Linked DNA regions of Mus musculus: region 2 is linked to region 1. A link is a contact called in public HiChIP or PLAC-seq data. All regions are on one chromosome and are shown on one strand. The core of a region is the stretch at or near the end of the contact, and the rest is flanking DNA. Distances in the headings are between cores, read along the strand shown. Region 1 overlaps Hunk (hormonally upregulated Neu-associated kinase). Region 2 overlaps Paxbp1 (PAX3 and PAX7 binding protein 1).

The links. HiChIP or PLAC-seq counts read pairs in DNA pulled down with a chosen protein or histone mark.
Region 2: an H3K27ac HiChIP or PLAC-seq map of embryonic stem cells shows a contact between it and region 1, with 5 read pairs. The contact joins two enhancer-like sites. A contact is called at or near these places in 1 of 39 promoter capture datasets (cranial neural crest) and 2 of 115 datasets of contacts at active chromatin or transcription factors (embryonic stem cells and stem cell-derived neural progenitor cells).

What each region holds. Positions count from the first base shown.
Region 1 is chr16:90,415,395-90,420,165 of GRCm38.p6, reverse strand. The region is part of intron 1 of Hunk (hormonally upregulated Neu-associated kinase); the gene reads right to left. Among named protein-coding and RNA genes, the nearest start is that of Hunk, 31 kb to the right of the region's middle. Within about 2 kb of position 3,350, at least 4 of the 459 cell types and tissues checked have an H3K27ac peak or open chromatin away from gene starts, as enhancers often do. A contact at or near this core is called in embryonic stem cells, where this site is marked.
Region 2 is chr16:91,016,567-91,021,255 of GRCm38.p6, reverse strand. It overlaps Paxbp1 (PAX3 and PAX7 binding protein 1), which reads left to right. Exons shown (of 18, transcript NM_026110.2): 16 at 1,947-2,093; 17 at 4,256-4,410. Among named protein-coding and RNA genes, the nearest start is that of Synj1, 7.6 kb to the right of the region's middle. Within about 2 kb of position 1,600, at least 10 of the 459 cell types and tissues checked have an H3K27ac peak or open chromatin away from gene starts, as enhancers often do. A contact at or near this core is called in embryonic stem cells, where this site is marked.

The DNA.
Region 1 (4,771 bases), core at 2,101-4,600:
TTTATTTTGCTCATTCCCTATAATTATTATTATTATTATTATTATTATTATTATTATTATTATTATTATTATTATTGGGAAGGATGTCACAGCCTGCGTGTGAAGGGCAAAGGGCAACTTTGTGGAACCAGTCCTCTTCCACTTTCATGTAGGCCAGAGATCCAACTCGGGTGTGGCCAGCACTTCTTTCTGACTGGACCCCCTTGCTGGCCTTCATATCCTTATCCTACCCCGCCCTCCTCGCAACTCTTTCTCTCATTTTCTCGCTCTTTTTTTTCAGGGTTTTTAAAAAGAGTGACATATAACAGAACCACTTTCAACACTTTATATGTGTTTGCGTTTGTGTGTGTGAGAGTGCACTTGTGTGTGGGGAGTGCACACTTGAAGCGAGAGTATGCATGCATGGGTGTGAGTGAGAGTGTACAGAGCAGAGGTCACCTAAGCAGGGACCATCTGCATTGTTTTCTAAGGTAGGATCTCTCAGTGGTCCAGAGCTCATCAGTAAGTGAGTCAGTGAACTCCAGGGATGGTGTGTGTGTGTGTGTGTGTGTGTGTGTGTGTGTGTGTGTACCACATGCATGACTGGTGCCTAAGGTCAGAAGAGGGTGTGAGGTCCCTTGAAATTGGAGTTACAGATAGTTTCAACCTACCCTGTAGATAAGACGAACCAAACCTGGGTCCTCTGCAAGAGCAACAGGTACCAATGAGCCATTTTCTTCCAGCCTCTGCATTCAGAGTTCTTAATGAGCTATCATACAAGCTCTTCGTCATATAAAGCCTTGGAACTCTTTTGACACATATTTCACACTTCAACGACACATCTTTTATGCCTGGCTCATCTCTAGTATGCGGTAGCCATTACGGTCAGACGGTCAGAGGCAACTACAGCAAACTGTTAGGAAGTTCTAGCCACGTAGCTTTGTTCAAATTAATTGGTCTCTAAGCATACTGCCTGCCTGAGACCCAGAACTCAGCCAAAAAGTCAAAGTGCAGCTGAACCTACTTGGCCCTCAGAGCTAAGCTGAGGGTCCCAGAACTGAGAAATCCCAGACAAGAAGCTTCCCTGTAGTGACTCAGGGATAATAAGATTGACCAAGGTGTTACACGCTGTGCTTGGCACACGGTGACCATCATCCAAGGCTCCTACTGAGTAACTATTAATGACACACAGCTCTGGGCAGGCACAGAAGTCAACACTGGGAGGCAGAGATGACAAGGACCCAGGGGAGTGACAGACAGGATAGCTCCGGGAGAGGAAGGATTAAGTCCACACAGGGCTCCAGCAGGGCTCCGGGTCTGCATTCACTCTGCATTCACTCAAGCTCCTTACAGCTCGCTGCAGGTGGCTTCCTTCAGCCTCGCTGCCTAAGTCCCACCTAAATCACCTTCTGTCAGACCAGCCCCGGAGCCGCGTTCCTCAGACTCTCGGAAAAGAAGGCCCTTCCCCGGACTCTGCTCTGATTTATCCCCGTGCAATTATGATGTCAGTCTGAATAAAGCAGAATTTGTGTTCCTGCAAGGCCTTCATAAATCCTCCTGGCCTCCTTTCCTCTCCACGGAAGACTAAATGCTCAGCTTCACAGAAAAGCGGATAACAGCTCAGGAAGGACACAGAATCCATAAGCAGAAAGAGGGGGACTGCGGGGGGGGGGGGGGGGGGGAGGGGGGGTGTGCAGGTCTGTGTGTGCATGCTTCTGTGAACAGGGCAGAGCTGTTTGGAGGCCCGATGGCTGAGATCCTAAAACTAAGGTCTCTTTTCCTCTTCTTTTTAACACAAGTTGTTCGCCCAATCTCTCTCATCATCTCCCAGAATATTCATTCATTCACTTACTCACTCGTTCACTCATTCATTCATCCATCCATTCAGGCTACCTGAATACAATGGCTGCCTCAATAACAGAAATCTGTGGCTTCACAATTTTTAAGGTCCGAAGTTCGAGATCAAAGCCTTAACAGGGGCAGTTTCTTGGGAGGCTTCTCTGTGGCTGGCAGAAAATCCCTTCTCACAGTATGGTTGACACTCTCACCTCCATAAGCCCATCCCTTTATTCAAACTTCCTTTCAGTTTCTTCTTCTTTTTCTTTTCTTTTTTTTTTTCTTTTTTAACTACATTTACTTCTGAGGGATGCATATGTGTGTGGTTGGAAGAGCCACAGCGGGCATGGGGAGGTCAAAAGGCAACTTGTAAGGGTCAATTCTCTCCATCTGTGATGTAGGTCTGGGGATCCAACTCAGGTCATCAGGTGGCAGCAAATACCTTCACCCACTAAGCCATCTCAACCAGCCTCGCTTGTAGATCCTCCTGTATCTGTCCTTAACTCCCAGGGAAGATGCTCACTCTCCTGGACCCTTCAGCCTTCATAGGAGCAGCTTCCTTGGCCCTCGCCCCTGGCCTCTCCTCACCATGCACAGACTCTTTATAGAACATTCGAATGTGGTACCCGGTCATCCCTCATCTCTTCCGTGCCCACCTTCAGTTACCACTGCCAGGCCATCACTTAAAAGAATCCAAACTCCTCATAAAACAAGACTCAGACTGGACCACAGGCCATAATGAGGATGGCAGCTCATTTTCCTCTTCAAAGACTCTGTTTGCAAAAACAGCCATCTTCCAGGTACTGGGAGTCAGTCGGGGCTTTGACATGTGCACTGGAGGGCTCAAGGAGTCAATAACTTTCACATATTTTAATGCTAAGAAAGGAAGATCTGAAGGACAAGAGGCCCAGAACCTAGGAGAAAGGATGCTACTGAGTAAGCCCGGCCCAACCAATCACAGGATGCGTCTTCCAGCTGGGGCACTGTAGTGTACTTCCTATGCCGTCGTTAACTTCTTTATCGATAAGTATAACTCTTGTGCCTTAGCTTTTGCTCTTTATCTTTGAAAAGAAAGTTACCATGTCTTTATGGGTATTTACCACACTGGGTTCTCTCTTTTCAGCTGCTTTGAACTAAATTTAGGAGATGTCTTAGTTAGGGTTTTACTGCTGTGAGCAGACACCATGACCAAGGCAACTCTTATAAGGACAACATCTAATTGGGGCTGGCTTACAGGTTCAGAGGTTTGGTCCATTATCATCATGGCAGGAACATGGCAGCATCCAGGCAGGCATGGTGCAGGAGGAGATGAGAGTTCTATATCTTCACCTGAAGGCTGATAGAAGAATACTGGCTTCCAGGCAACTAGGATGAGGATCTTATAGCCCACACCCACAGTGACACACCTACTCCAACAGAGCCACACCTTCTAATAGTGCCACTCCCTGGGCTGAGCACATACAAACCATCACAGGAGCCAACAAGTTACTAACTTTCTAGTCTTTATCATTTAAAGTCCAGGAGGGGGTTAAACAAAGGAGGAGCTGTGTAGCTCAGTCAGTAAAGGCTGAGACAGGAATCTGATACTCACTGGCCAGTCAGCCTAACATCAATTGGTAAGCCCTGGGCCAAGGAGAGACCCTGCCTCAAAAAACAAGGCAGACTACTCCTGAAGCCTGAGAGTTGGAAAAAACAAAAACAAACAAACAAACAAAAAACACAATAAAGAAATGTGAACTGTATTAGGCCAGAGATGGATGGCTCACCAGGTAAAGACGCTGGCCACCAAACCTGAGAGAAGCAACTCCCCAAAGCTCCCTCTGACATCCACACTATAGTGCGCCACACCCAGCATCCCATACATACAAAAGGAATACACAAATGTAAACAGCTTAAATTAAAGAAAAAGAAATGTGAAAGACAGAGACACCCAAGGATGTGAATATTTATATAATCAGAATCATAAAGGAACCGTTTCAAAGAAAAGAGAGAGACCATGATAAACTTCAAAGAAATGTTTCCCACTTAAATTCTGAGGTGCTGCCTCGTTTGGTGTTTTTTTTTTTTTTTTTTTTTTTTTTTTTTTTTTTGAGTTTCGAGGCAGCTGTGATCGGAGTTACCATTTTCAACTCTTAAATGCCTGTCCCAGAGGGCCTCGTCCTGAGAATCTGGGTTAACTACTAGTTTATCTATTTCCTTCATCGCAATTAAATGGGGCTTTGCTAGGTCAAAATCAGGTTGGAAAGATTTTAATGTTGCTTTCATGGGAAACAAGATGTGCCGGTTACAAATCTAACCTCCCACCCATTAAGAGAGAGAGAGAGAGAGAGAGAGAGAGAGTAAAGAAGATATGTTGATTGTTACAACACTTTCAAAAAAAATAACCAAGAGGGCAGCTCTCATTTTACCAAGCAGTTTTTTAATCACTCACAAAGAAAAGGTTAGGGGAGTGGGAAGATGACTGAGGGGATGAAGTGATTGTAGTTCAGCCCCCAGAACCCATGGAAAGTACTCAAGCATCGGCAGTGGTCACAATCCCAGCACCAGGGAGGCAGTGCTGTGCTGACCCCTGGAGCTCAATGACCAGCCAGTCTAGCCTAATTGGTGAGAGGCTCTGTTACCAAAAAGGGTAGATGGAAGGCTCCCAAAGAACACCACCCAAGGTTGGCCCCATGACACATGTGTGTGCCTAAACTACACGTGCACCCACACCAACATACACACATACAAAAAAAGGGAGGGGAGGGGAGGGGAGGGGAGGGGAGGGGAGGGGAGGGGAGGGGAGGGGAGGGGAGGGGAGGGGAGGGGAGGGGAGGGAAGGGAAGGGAAGGGAAGGGAAGGGAAGGGAAGGGAAGGGAAGGGAAGGGAAGGGAAATTAACTGTGTTCACTTACAATTAAGCAACACAGAAGCTAGGCTCAATGGTCCAAATACAATCAGTCAATCCAAACAACTGT
Region 2 (4,689 bases), core at 351-2,850, 600 kb before region 1:
GTTTGCTGCTTTTTGCTGCTGAGGGAGCTGTAAGTTCAGCTTTCCTTTGTTTAACTCATTTCCTAATTTGAAGACTTGAAATGGTTTTCAGTTGGAGTAATGAGGGAGATGCTGTGGGGATCTCTGCAGTCGGTGTTCTCATTTCAGCCCTCTGAGGGAAACCAGGAGAGGCTGTGTGGTGTGTGTCCGCAGCAGTGTGGAGAGGGTTCTGTTCGCTCTGTGCCCTCCGTCTGCTGGGTTGATGAGTGGTGGTGAGCCCTGTTCCTGTGCTCACCGTGCCTCTGTTGTTCTCAGGACTTTGGCTCATGTTTTCCTCTTATGCGTAGAGTTCTAAACTCTGGAGAAAATGAAGTGGAGATGATTTTTAAACTTTGTCTGGCTTGTCTTTTAGTTTCTCATTTATTTCAAGGGTAAAAGTTCTTGTGGGTTTTCGTTGCTGCTGAATTGAGGTCTCATGTAGCCCAGGCCCATTTCAGACTTGCTGTGCAGCCCAGGCTGATCTTGAACTCCTGCGCTCTCCCCTCCTCAGTGCTGCACTGAGTTGATGCTGCAGCAGTCATGACGATGCTGCACACTGGGTAATGGACCCAGCTGAGCCTGAGTGGGGTTCTCACCGCTGCACGGCTCACCTGTCCCCTGCCTGCGTGGGTTCTTTGTGCTTTAGAAGCCATACTTAGAAATGCCTTCCTTATAGAGAACCATGAAGTTTTTCTCCTGTAGCTAGAAGTTTCATAGTTTTAGGTTTTACATTTAGCTGTGTTATGTGTTTACAGTTAACTTTAGAGGCTAAAGAGATGGCTCTGGGGTTAAGAGCACTGAGAACCTAGGCACCAGCATGGAGATCCATAGCTGCCTCCTCTTGCACCACACAAACATGGTGCACAGACATGGCATACATGCAGAACATCCATATATACAAAATGAAATTAAATAAAATACCTTTTTATTTTAGATGTAAGGCCTGGATGAAATCCCTCTTTGTTACAGCAATATTTGTTGTGAAGACAATCCTTTCTGCTTTGAGTTGAATTTCAGCCCTAGTTGAAAGTTAGTAGAGTATGGATATGAGAGTCATGGGTGATTTTTAGCATGGAAAGGACAGAAACAAATTGCCATTTTGAAGATGACTGTGTGTGCTGTATAGAACAAATGGGTTGAAGTAGGTTGAGGATGGGGGATAATGAAAATTGGAACATTTTTGCTATCTCTCTATTGTGCCGCACCCTTTATCTTGAAACCTCAGAATGACTCTGTCAAGTAGACACTATCACTGTTGTTCTTTGTATAGGTCAGGGAGACACAGTCTGACCTGCAGTGTCATTCCATTGGTAATACAAGTCGGGAATCTAGCTCAGGCCAGTCTGCCTTTGAATAGCTCTTCTTAACAGAAATTAATTCTGCATGCCCTCAAGTCTCTATGTGTGTAATGATTTTTCTTTTAAAGGGGACTAGTTTTGTGTTGTCCTTAAGAAAAATTGAATGGAGATACTCAAATCATGTCTAGGCTTGTTTCTGTTTGGACCTCTGCTGGGGAAAAGACACCGCAGTACACTTGAGCGTCAGTGCAGGAACTATGGAGTGCTGAAAAGCGCAGGTTGGGTGGAGGTGGAGCCAGAGTGATCAAGGTGACCTGGGTGCCTCTGGCCTGAGTCTTTGGCTACAGAGTGCTGCCTGCTGTTTACTGCAGTGGAAATGAGTGGGGAAACTAGACATTGGTATGGTTGGGTGGGATGAGGCTTCATTTCATGACAGCATTTCATTTTATACACGGTGAGCAAGAGTAGCTTTTATTGTAGGAAGCACTCAGATAGCTCAGAAGTGCTTTCTAACACAAGGCACCGTCCATCACACTGCGTTTGCTGTATTACTATATAACTACTTCACTTTGTACTTAAGAATAATTGCTTGGTATTGCCTGTTAATCATTTTTTTTTTCTTCTTTTTAGCTATTGGGAAATTTTCTTCAGTGGTATGGCATTTTCTCAAACAAAACTCTTCAGGAGTTATCAATAGATGGCTTGTTAAACAGATACATCCTTATGGCTTTTCAGAACTCAGAATACGGAGATGACAGCATCAGAAAAGCCCAAAATGTGAGTTGGGTAACTCATGCTGTAGTTTAAAGCACACCCATCAGGGCGAGTTCAGCTTCTTTGCCTGAAGAATAGGAGTTATATAAACCTCCTTTGACAGTTGGACCTGCTGTAGTTATTAAACTGCCCAGGTAGTCCTAAACATTTCTTTCTAACCCAAGAAATAGACAGTTGATCTTAACCAAGAGGCCAAGGAATGATACATGAAAATCTATCTGTCTATATTTGTGGTTCTTTGGGTGTTTTTCTAGATATCAATGAAATTTTTATTTTAGGAGTTTTCTTCATAGTTGATTGTTTTGAGCAATTCAGAAGAGCCTTTTTTTCCCTCTCACTTGAATAATTTTAACAGAGTAAGTGGGGGGTGCCTCATGCCATTAATCCCAGCACTCAGAAGGCAGAGGCAGGTGGATCTCTGAGTTCAAGGCCAGCCTAATCTATATAAGATTCCAGGACAGCTAGAACTACACAGAGAAACCCTGTCTTGAAAAACAAAAATAAATAGTTTTAATATTGTTAGGTTTTCTACTTATAGTCATGAGTTACATAGTTTGATAGTTTTATTTATATATATATATATATATAATTTTTTTTTCCCGAGTCAGGGTTTCTCTGTCCTGGAACTCACTCTGTAGACCAGGCTGGCCTTGAACTCAGAAATCTGCCTGCCTCTGCCTCCCAAGTGCTGGGATTAAAGATGTGAGCCACCATGCCTGGCTTAAATATATATTTTTAATAATCACTAATAGTCATAACAATTACTAAATTAATTAATATAAATCTGCTAGTAGCAGGAGGTTTTGTTTGTTTGTTCTTTTGTTGTGAGTTTTTTGGTTTGTTAGGGTTTTGGTTTTTTCAGAGACAGGGTTTCACTTTGTATTCCTAGCTGTCCAGGAACTCACTGTGTAGACTAGGCTGGCCTTAAACTCAGAGAGATCTGCCTGCCTCTGCCTCCCAAGTGCTGGGATTGAAGGTGCATGTCACCTCATCCAGCACAGGTGGTTGTTTTGTTTTTGTTTTTAACTTTAGAACCTCATCAGACCAAATCTCTTTGACACATAGCCTCACTACTTCAAATATATTTGTGTATATTTCCTACAAACCTGAAAATTACTCCTCAGGACCAGGCCAGAGCATCAATATCTGGGCATTCACACTGATAATGACTATTCCCTAGTCCTTAGCGACCCGTCCCAATGTCCATTTTCAGTCATGTAAAATATTCTCCACTCACCAAAAGTAAACACCAGATTATCTAATTAACAAGTCTCTTTAGTCTCCTTTGATCTACAAGAGGACTTCATTCTTTCTTTATGTTTACAACCGACACCTTTGAAGGGGACAGGCCAGTTATTTTGTAATGACCTCTTGGTGTGAGTTTGTCTAAGATCTCTCCACTAGATTCAAGTTCTGCATCTTTTGGATGCGATTGTTCAGTTTCCTGTGTGGTTTTATCTCTTAGAAGACTTCTGGAGCTTTATAGTATGTCCCCTCTTAAGTAAGTGCTCTCTTTCTTGAATCAGAGATTTCGGCTCATTTTATACCTGCTTTGTCCCTGGGATAAGCCATTCGTGTAGTAACCCCTTGTTCTTTTAATGGTGAGCATGTTTTTTTTTTACATGTTTGGATAATGACTGACCAAAGTAAACTGTCTTCTCTTGAGGGAACCAGTCTCATCCTTCTTAATTCTTGGCACTAAGGCAGACGGTTACAGTGCTCTGTGGGCTGGGTTAAGACTCGTGCGTGCACTGGACCTCTTGTATAGATAGATAGATAGGCTCACTCTTACTGTGGGCTAACTGGGCTTTCACAAGCCTCTGTGGGTGCTGCCATCACTGACGTACTCGGGAAGGAGGAGACTATAAGACCATGTTGATACAGGGAATTTTACCAAGGGGACTTGGTTTGCTTAAGTCATATTGGATAACGGAAAGAAAATGGGCAACCAGTTACCAATTTTATGACTGTTTAAATACTTGGTAAAGTAACTTGTTTTGAGTGTGTGATCCATTGTGAAAAATCAGGCTTATTGGTATAGTTAATATGAGGAGTCAGGGTTTTTAAAAGATACCTTATATAGTATTAAGTCTTAACCATCATGTAGCTTTAACTTTTGGTATTTTCATTATGTTATAACTATTTTATTTGCATCTTCTATACAGGTAATCAACTGTTTCCCTAAACAGTGGTTTGTGAATCTGAAAGGAGAAAGAACTATTTCTCAGTTAGAAAATTTTTGCCGATATCTTGTACATTTAGCAGATACAATTTACAGGAACAGTATTGGGTGCTCTGATGTGGAAAAAAGAAATGCAAGGTAATTTGGTTTTTTATTGTAATGTATGAAACGATAATCTAGAGTTTCTTTAGTTGTCAGAGATATTAAGTAATTAAGTGGAGTCATTTTAACTTGTTTATTGTTTAAACAGTTTCATTTTATTTGTGTATGTAAGGTATACACTAATTATATTCTCTCTTTTTTTTTTTAAGATTTACTTATTATTATATGTGAGTACACTGTATCTGTCTTTAGACACACCAGATGAGGGTGTCAAATCTCGTTACAGATCATTATAAGCCACCATGTGGTGGCTGG